Regions from separate parts of the Sus scrofa genome. Here region 2 is linked to region 1. The links are chromatin contacts, called in public Hi-C maps. All regions are on one chromosome and are shown on one strand. Each heading gives the region's core, a stretch centred on a gene start, on an enhancer-like site or on the middle of the called end of the contact. The rest is flanking DNA. Distances are from core to core; before and after follow the strand shown. Region 1 has its middle 27 kb from the start of LY96. Region 2 holds the start of RDH10 (retinol dehydrogenase 10).

Evidence for each region. A called contact is a pair of places that touch in the nucleus more often than the background predicts.
Region 2: a Hi-C map of alveolar macrophages shows a contact between it and region 1, with 2.1 times the contacts expected there. The contact joins the promoter of RDH10 here to the enhancer-like site in region 1. A contact is called at or near these places in 5 of 47 Hi-C or Micro-C datasets (alveolar macrophages, embryonic fibroblasts, omental adipose tissue and 2 more).

The regions. Positions count from the first base shown.
Region 1 is chr4:61,921,047-61,925,219 of Sscrofa11.1, forward strand. It overlaps a transcript of LY96 not described here. Among named protein-coding and RNA genes, the nearest start is that of LY96, 27 kb to the right of the region's middle. Within about 2 kb of position 2,470, at least 11 of the 83 cell types and tissues checked have an H3K27ac peak or open chromatin away from gene starts, as enhancers often do. A contact at or near this core is called in alveolar macrophages, where this site is marked.
Region 2 is chr4:62,598,870-62,603,042 of Sscrofa11.1, forward strand. It overlaps RDH10 (retinol dehydrogenase 10), which reads right to left and starts at 2,112. Exons shown (of 6, transcript XM_021089230.1): 1 at 1,611-2,112. The coding sequence starts at 1,899. It overlaps RPL7 (ribosomal protein L7), which reads left to right and starts at 3,561. Exons shown (of 7, transcript NM_001113217.1): 1 at 3,561-3,594. The coding sequence starts at 3,581.

The sequences.
Region 1 (4,173 bases), core at 1,220-3,719:
AAAAAAAAAAAAAAAGCACATATTGAAAAGTACATTTTATACCTGCCTTAGCATAAACATGAATATAACCCAGAGTACAGTCAGTATTATTGTTCATTGTTATATTCATTTTTTAAATTCTGATTTTAAGAAAAATTAAAACATTTTTGAGGGCCCTAAGCCCTGTGTCCATTAGACCTAATAAATAAGTTGGCCCCACAAGTATCAGCAATGGAAGTGTTAAAAGCCATGGAAAAAACAATAATACATAGCTTTGGAGAACAGAGTGGTGGTTAGCAGAGGGGAGGGGTTGGCGGAGGGTGAAATGGTAAAGGGGACCAACCACATGGAGAGAGATGGAAACTGAATCTTTAGGGGTGAGCAGGCTGCAGGGTTTCCAGAAGTAGAAATATAATGTTGTACACATGAAATATATAACATAAATGTCGCTTCGATTTTTAAAACTTAATTTAAAAATCAAAGTTTTTAAAAAAGCAATGTTGGCATTATTTTGCAGCATAGCCAGTTAAGGATCTGGCATTGTCACTACAGCAGTTTGGGTCACTGCTGTGGCACAGGTTCAATCACTGTCATAGAACTTCCACATGCTATAGGCACGGCCAAAAAAAAAAAAAAAAAAGACAATGGAAAAAGTCAGAAGGGAATAAAGGATCAAAGGAGGGCTAGAATCTGAAATTAGCCTGACTTCTGGGATGAGTCAGACAATGTAACTGTAAATCAACCATAAGGCTTTCAGCAGCAAGTAAGAAAGTCCTGAACTCCAACACACTAAACCAATAACAAAACCATCCAAGGTATGGCAGGGTCTGGCTTAGTTGATTCAATGACTCAGCAGTGTCTGCAGTTTCGGCTTCTAATTCTCCATGTTTCCGTCCACAGCACTGGCTTCATCCCAAGTCTATTTCCCCTTACGGTCACCAGATGATGCTCAGCAGGAATGGAGGCGACATCCTCCTTACTTACATCCTGTGAGACAGCCAAGGAAGTGTGGTTCTTCCCTGCAGCCTGAGCCAACTTCAGTCATGTGCCCAAATGGACCAGTCATTCCCCAGAGAGTACCCCACACTGGCTGATCCGGCAAATCAGGACCCATCCTTGGAGCTAAGGCTGCAGCATACACCAGAACATCAGGGAAGAGGAAATGTCTGATAACCCATTCCACAGCTCCTGAACCCCTTCAGGAGTTACAGAATGAGCTATCAACATGAGGTATGTAAAAAATAGTTACATCAAGTACATACAGTATTTACATCAAGTAGTAAAAAGTATTTACATCAGGTATTTAAAAAGGTCCAGCAACCTTTTATCCAAGGGAGGATCTTTAAGGAGAAGATCTGTGGACCTGTTTTTAGACAAAATTGTCTTGTGATCCCCACCTCCAAACCCCTTTGCTTAAGGGATGAAATGGATGTAGGTAAGAATCTGCCCCCCTACCTCAAACCTTAGTGAGTGGGGATGGCCGGGGCATCCAGAGAGCTTAACATATGACTCCCACATTTGGGTGGCATGTGGTTGGAATTGACCGTTGCAAAAATCAGAGGACTGTCATTATCATATCACAGACCTCCACATTGCAAAATCCAAAGGTCAATACTCCGTCTTCATCCTATTTAACAGATCAGCAGATGAAAATCATTGAGTGTTTCTTCGCCTGACTTCCAATAGGCCAGCATTCCAGGTTTTCCTCCTACCTCCACAGCCACTCCCTCTCCTTTGCTGGCTCCTGCTAAGCCTCTCACCCCTAATGAGGGAGAACCCCAGGGCTCAATCCTTGGACCCCTTATTTCTTCTTTACTGACACTCCTGTCTACATGCTGCCAACTTCCCAGTGTTGATCTCCAGCCCAGAACTCTCTTCTGAACTTCAAATTCAGTTCTCCACTGCCCTTGCAAAATCTCCACTTGGATGTCGAATAGATTCTCAACACGTCTAAAACCAAGTTCTTGACTTTCTCCCCTAAAACTTGCTCTTCCATGACTTCCCATCTCAAGTAATGACAACTGCATCCTTCCATTTGCTCAAGCAAAAAAGTTGGAATCATCCCTCACTCCTCTGTCTCATAGCCTACACCCAACCCATTGACAAAAGTATTTTTAAAGTTGTCCCTACTTTCGGAATATATCCAGCATAGATCACTCCTCACCACTTCCTCCATCATCTTTTATCTGGATTGCTCAAAAGCCTCCCAACTGCCTCCTTCCTTCCCTACCTAGATGATCACAAACTGTCCCCAGTTTTTTCCCACGTTTAAGTGGATGGCTGCCTGAATAAGCCTTTTCTCAATGTGAGCTTATGTCCTGGGAGCTTTCCATCTCATTCAGAGCAACAGCCAAAGTCCTGACAGCCTATCCAACTTGAAAGCATGTGCCTACCCACCCCCAATGACCCCACCGCTCTGACTCATCTCCTCTTACTCACTCCATTTAAACAGCTCCCTGTTCGTCCTCAAACACACCAGACACACTCCAACTGCTGAGTGTTGACATCAGCTATTCTCTCAACTACACTGCCTTTACCAAAGAAAGCCACATGGCTGGCTCCCTCACACATCTCATCTTCTCAGCAGCAGCTTTCCTGACCACCCTATCTGAAAGTGCAACCATGACCAGCTCTCCCCCTGGTCTCTACCCTGTTAGGTTTGCGGAGGGAAGAACGGGCAAGGCCTAGTTGGTAAAGCAAAAGAGATTTATGAAGGCATCAGAGGAGGATGGGCTGAGCTCAAGATGGTGCCGGCTCTGACTGTGAGGAGGTGCTGAGCTTATAAAGGCTCTGCGGGGGAATCTGGGGAGGAAGTTCATGGTGGAAACGTGTGACAGGAATGATGAAAGAGGAGGGGAAGGTCAAGGGAGGAGTAGGTGGTCGAGTCCCATGACAGAGGGCAGTGAATCCTTGTAGGTGGTTAATCTATGCTCCACATTCCAGGAAAGTGCTGGGTTGTACCCTTGTTGGCAGCAGGCCTCCAAGATCAACAGTCACATTTAGGGAGGGGGTGGGTCTGTATCCATCCTCCTGGGAACTTATCATAGCCCTTCCCTGCTTTATCGTTTTTCAAAGCACATACACAGCATGCTTGCTTCTTAAAAAGTCTGTCATTTAGTTGTCAGTCTCTTCCCACAAAAATATCAACTCCATGAGGACAGGGATATTTCTTGCCTGGGTGGCTAAATGCTGTGTGCCCACCATCTAGAGCAGGATCTAACATATAGCAGGTGCTCAATAAGTATTAAGTGATGATCACATGAATATTTCTTGCTGTGGTTAATGTATTATTTGAATATTTTATAAGAAGAAAATATTCGTTTATCCATTCAAGAAACATGGATGCAGAGCAAATTCACGCCTCAGTACTAGGCTAGGTACTAGGTCAAAACTGTTAAGCAAAACTGAGCTGACTACGCTGCCTGGGCTCATGGAGCTCAGTCTGGTGATGGGTGATCCATATAATGACAAAATGAGTGCTAAGTACTGAAAGAAAGAGACCCAGGCCTACGGGAGTATGTCACAAAGAAAGCTGGCCCTGCTTGGGTGAGGTTAAAGGCGGGTGGGTGAGGGAAGGGATATGAGGACAAGAAAGCCACGGAGACCGGAAGTCTGGCTCCGTGTTATATAGTTTCTACAGGGTTTTACTCAGGCCTGCCTCTGCCCAGTATCAAAAGTGTAAGAAGTGTGCTGCATGCTACCTAATGATAATTCCCTGAGAAAGTAGCACCTGAGCCAGGGAAGAGCCACACTTGTTACAAAGATGAAGGGATAAGGGTCAGGAAGCGAGGAGGCGTGGAGCCGAGGCAGAGGGGACCGTGTGGACGAAGGTTTTGGAGGAGGGTCCAGAACACGGAGAGCAAGGGGAGGGATGGGAGAAGGAGCTGGAGAAGGAAAGGGGGGCAGACCCTCCATAAGATTCCAACTTTATCATGAAAGGAATCAAAAGCCACAAGAAGGGCCTTATTTGTTCTTGTTTTGTTTTGTTTCATTTGCACTCTGACAAGATCAAATGCATATTTTGAAAGTATTATTGAAACTGCCTTTGTAGAGATGCCTTTACCTGAGGCACCTGGCCAGGTGCAGGAAGATGAGTCAGGAGGCTGTGGAGTCATCCAGGGGAGCAATGCCGGCAGCCTGCCCCAGAGGCAGGGCCTGGAGAGTGATGTCGACCAAGTGAAGAGATTGTATTCC
Region 2 (4,173 bases), core at 862-3,361, 680 kb after region 1:
ACAGAACAGAGAAGGATGGGGGGTTGCAAAACGTGAGTCATGTGGCCATCAGCAGGACAAAGATCATACAAAACAAAAATACTACAGTGAGCTTCAAATTTCTAACACCGTAAGGCTTGCCAATGACTGAACTTACAGCTGCCTTCCTCCCCCCAAAAGTCTTTGGGAATTACAGCAATTTACTGGATAACTTTGCTTAGGGGAAAATCATGTAATTGTGACAAGCCCAATGCAAGTCGGACCTCGAGGGATCGGCTTCCTGGAGCTAAAGACACCTGGAATGAACTGATCTCAGCTCCAAGAGCAGCAACCCCTCCTCCCAAACACACACGCTATACACACTCCTCTTCTGGGAGGAACAGTGGCCAAAAGAGGCTCTTACTTCAGTACCAGTACCCTTCAAGTGGAAGCTCACCTCAAGGCTCACAAATCAATACTGTAATTAATTATCTGAATTCATCCAAAGCCAAGAAATAAACATCAGGCGTCTCATGAAAAATTAAGAGTCACATGCTGGTTTGTTCTAACTGGAGTAGTTAAATTCCTCTAAAAAGCACCCTCACATAAATCAAGTTTACAGATAAATATGCAATTTTACCACAAAAGGAACCCAATCCAAAAACCGAAATCTCTTCCCTGGAAACAAATACCATTCTCTTTCAGGTTTCCACAGAGAGCACAAAAATCTGTATTTTGCTACCCTCATACCAATGTTGAAAATGTACCAGATTTGACCTTTGATTTTTCTGACCTAAAAATGCAGGTGCCAGTAATTTTGGTGACAAATGATGGCTATGGGGGAGGGGTGCTGCTCAAATTAATCTTCTGGATATAGTTAAATGTTTTCCCTGGAAATGAAGAAGTGCCAAAAAAAAAAAAAAAAAAAAAGCAAGAGCCATTATCAACTCTCCTGGATCAATACTTATGGTTGGTGATGGTCTCCGCTTTGGCTAAAAAAAAATCTCAGATTCAGGTTAATAAATATCCAGAAATGTAGACTTTCCAAAAGTTACCAAAAAGATGGAATGCATTTTACAATAAGGCTTAAATCCTTCAAAGCGTTTTTCCTTAAGAGACGAGGTATCTTTCAATCAGGCTGAGTACGTAACTAAAGTACTGACTTATCTCTAGTGAAACAATGTAATTATTTCCCTCTGGCTAAAGTTAGAGTGAAATCATCAAATGCTGCCCTAGTTTCTGAGGTTCAGACCTCAGGAACCAGCACACATGCACCACCAGTCCACTCTGAGAACAACTTCGCAAAGACACTAGTTTCCCATTTCTCTAGGATTCAAACTGGTAGTAACAAGTTCCCTTGCCTGCCTTAGCCCGAGGGCTTCCGAAACCCCAGAGTCGTCCCCTAAAGGACAGGACCTCCTTTAAGACAAGGTTTTGGCGCACTTTCTCCCTTCTAAAGCAGAGGTGATCATGTTCCTTTATCAGGGGGCAAATTCCACTCGCAGAAGACAGGGCTGGGGCGGGAGGGGGGTGTTCTCTTCCTCGAGACCCAGGTTGACAGTGACAGTGGGGTTTCGGGGCTCTCCGGGGAAGGGCACGCGGGGGTGGGAAGGGGCTTGACCCAACAATGCTCGGGCGCAGGTCCCAGTTACCTTGCAGCGCCGCGGCGTCCGCCGCCTCCAGGTCGCGGTAGATGTGGCGCACCATGCCCGCCGTCTCCTCGTTGCTCTGCGTGTTGATGTCCCAGAGCACCAGCAGCGCCCGGCGCCGGGCGAACTCGAGCGCGAAGAGGCGACCCAGGCCGCTGCCGGCGCCCGTAATGAGGCACACCTGGCCCGCCACGCTCTTCTCCTTGGGCCGCACCAGCCAGCGCGCCGCGGCCAGCACGAACGCCCAGAGCACTTTGAAAGTGACCACGAAGAACTCCACCACGATGTTCATCGCGACGGCCGGGTCTCCGCAGGAGCCCAGCGCCCGCGTCCGCGCCCACCCCGTGCCGCGCAGCCCGGTTCCCGGCCCCGGGGCGCTTGTCAGAGCGGCCGGGACAGAAGGCAGCGCCCCGCGCCCGCCCCCGAGGTGCCCGCCGGGCTAGAGTGCGCGGCGCCACTCCCGCTCGGGCTCGTCGCGGTGGCCCCGGGCTGTGCCCGCCGCCGCAGCCACCCGACTCGGCGCCTCCTGCCGGCGGCCGCCCGCCCGTCCCGGAGCGCCCGCCCCGCCGGCCGGTCCCGCTGCAGCGGCGGTGACAGCCGCGAGTTAGGCGGCGCGCGTGGCTCTCATGGCCAAGCTGCCGCCGCCCGAGCGCCCCCGGAGCCGGCGCTGCGGCTCCCTCTCACCCCGGGGGAGGGGCGCACAGCGGAGACGGCACGGGCCGGCCGGCCGCCGCGGAGTTGTCAACTTAACCCAAGTTGCTAGAGGGTGGGAGAGTGGGGTGCGGGGCAGCGGGAACGCCTGGAAGGGGCGACTCGTTCCGCGCAGGCGAGCGCTCCGCAACGGCTTGCAGCTGCCTCCGCGGTCTCGTGTCCCCCTGCCCTGCACTCCCCGCGGCTGTCACTCGGGCACCGGGCTCCGGAGCACAGCGCCGCTTGCAAGTCGGAGCGCTCCCGGCCGCCTCTGAGAGGGCTCCACACTCCGCGCTATATAACCCGCGACCGGGAAGAGCCGGCGGCGGCATCGGCCCTCCCTCCGCTCGGCCTTCCCCGCCCCGGGCGCACCCCGCCCCCGGCCCAGCCCCCAGCCCGCCCGCCCGTCGTCCGCCGAACCGCGGCGGGGCAGCCCCTCTCACAGGGCCGTGGCTGCAGCCTCCAGCCCTCCTCGCACCTCCCTTCGCGGTTCACGCCCCCTGCCGTGGGGTGTCCCGGCCTCCGCCTGCCAAGCCCGACGGTCGGCAGTGCCCCGGCCATCCTCCTCCGGCCGTCGGGTCCTCGCTTGTCCCTGACTCGTCACTTTGGTTAACCAGGGGGCTCTGGGCGGCCCCGCCTGCGATCAGGCGCTGCAGAAGACAGCCCTGCGGGCTGAAGGAACGAAGAGAAGGACCTCAGCAGCGCGGCAACCGTCGTGCCTGTCTGCCACTAGGGTTGGGAAAGAGCCGAGAAGGCGATCAAAAGCCGGAGAGGCTTAGAATCGTAGTTGGTCCTTTGGAAGGTGGGCCAAAGGGCTCTCACTTTCCCCGGCTGGAATCACCACCACCGTGGTTCCCTACAGTCTCGGTCAAGTGTTGCCCTCCCGCCGGACGGGCAACGAAAGTGATGCATGCCGGGATTTGTAGTTCGCGCCTTGTTGGCGTGTCATTTGCAATATTACTGGGTAGAATACGAGCCGTATTCTGTCAACGCAGCCTAGGGACTAGGACCCCAAATAGTCTAGGCGTCAGCACTCTTTGCTCTCATCGTATTGATTAAAGAGTCTAACCAATGCATTCATTTTTCCCATAAGAATTTTACTCGAAACTTGGTCGTACGACGCTGAATCAGGAAGTTCTTAATTCTGCGTCCGCAAGGCGAATTCTCACTTCTGAATTCTTTTCTGGCTTATCCTGGGACACCTATGAGTCGTGGGGCTTCACGCTCGCCGACTTTAAGTGGACAGCGCGCATGCGCTAACTTCCTCTTTCCCGGCTGGAACCATGGAGGGCGCAGAGTAAGTTGCTCCTCGTCTTCTCCAGAATCCTTCTCCATCCCCGAAACCAGAGACCTTTTGTCTCCCTTTCCCCCGGTCCGATTGTAGCATGTACTTTTGCCAGCCTATATGGGTGTTTGTGACGCTGTGTGACACTAGCGGTGGTCTCAGGCTAAGATGAGATTCCGGCGGCCTTGGGGCGGAGGCTTTGGAAACACCAGGAGCAAGGTGTGAGCGCTGAATGTGTGCGGGACTGACCAGTTGTCCAGTTTCCCTTCTTTTCAGGGAGACTCAGAGCCTCTGAATTGGGTTCTTCCGTGGCTGCTGTTTGCCCCAAGCGTCCCTGCCCCCCGGCCTTTACTTACAGCATGTGGAGTTTGAGGCTTGAACCGGGGCGGCAGTTGAGGTTTTGTTTTGAGATTCTTACACCTTTTTAGATTGATTGGTAGTTCGCTGTCATTGTCTTGCATCAGTCGCATATTTTAGCTGTCTGTATTTTTGTTGTGGGAGCCTGGAACTGATGGTAGATTAAGTCTGAATTGACTGTTTTTGTGACTCTTGGTCTGTGTTGAAAGTAGGGTAAAATGGCCCAGAAGTTCC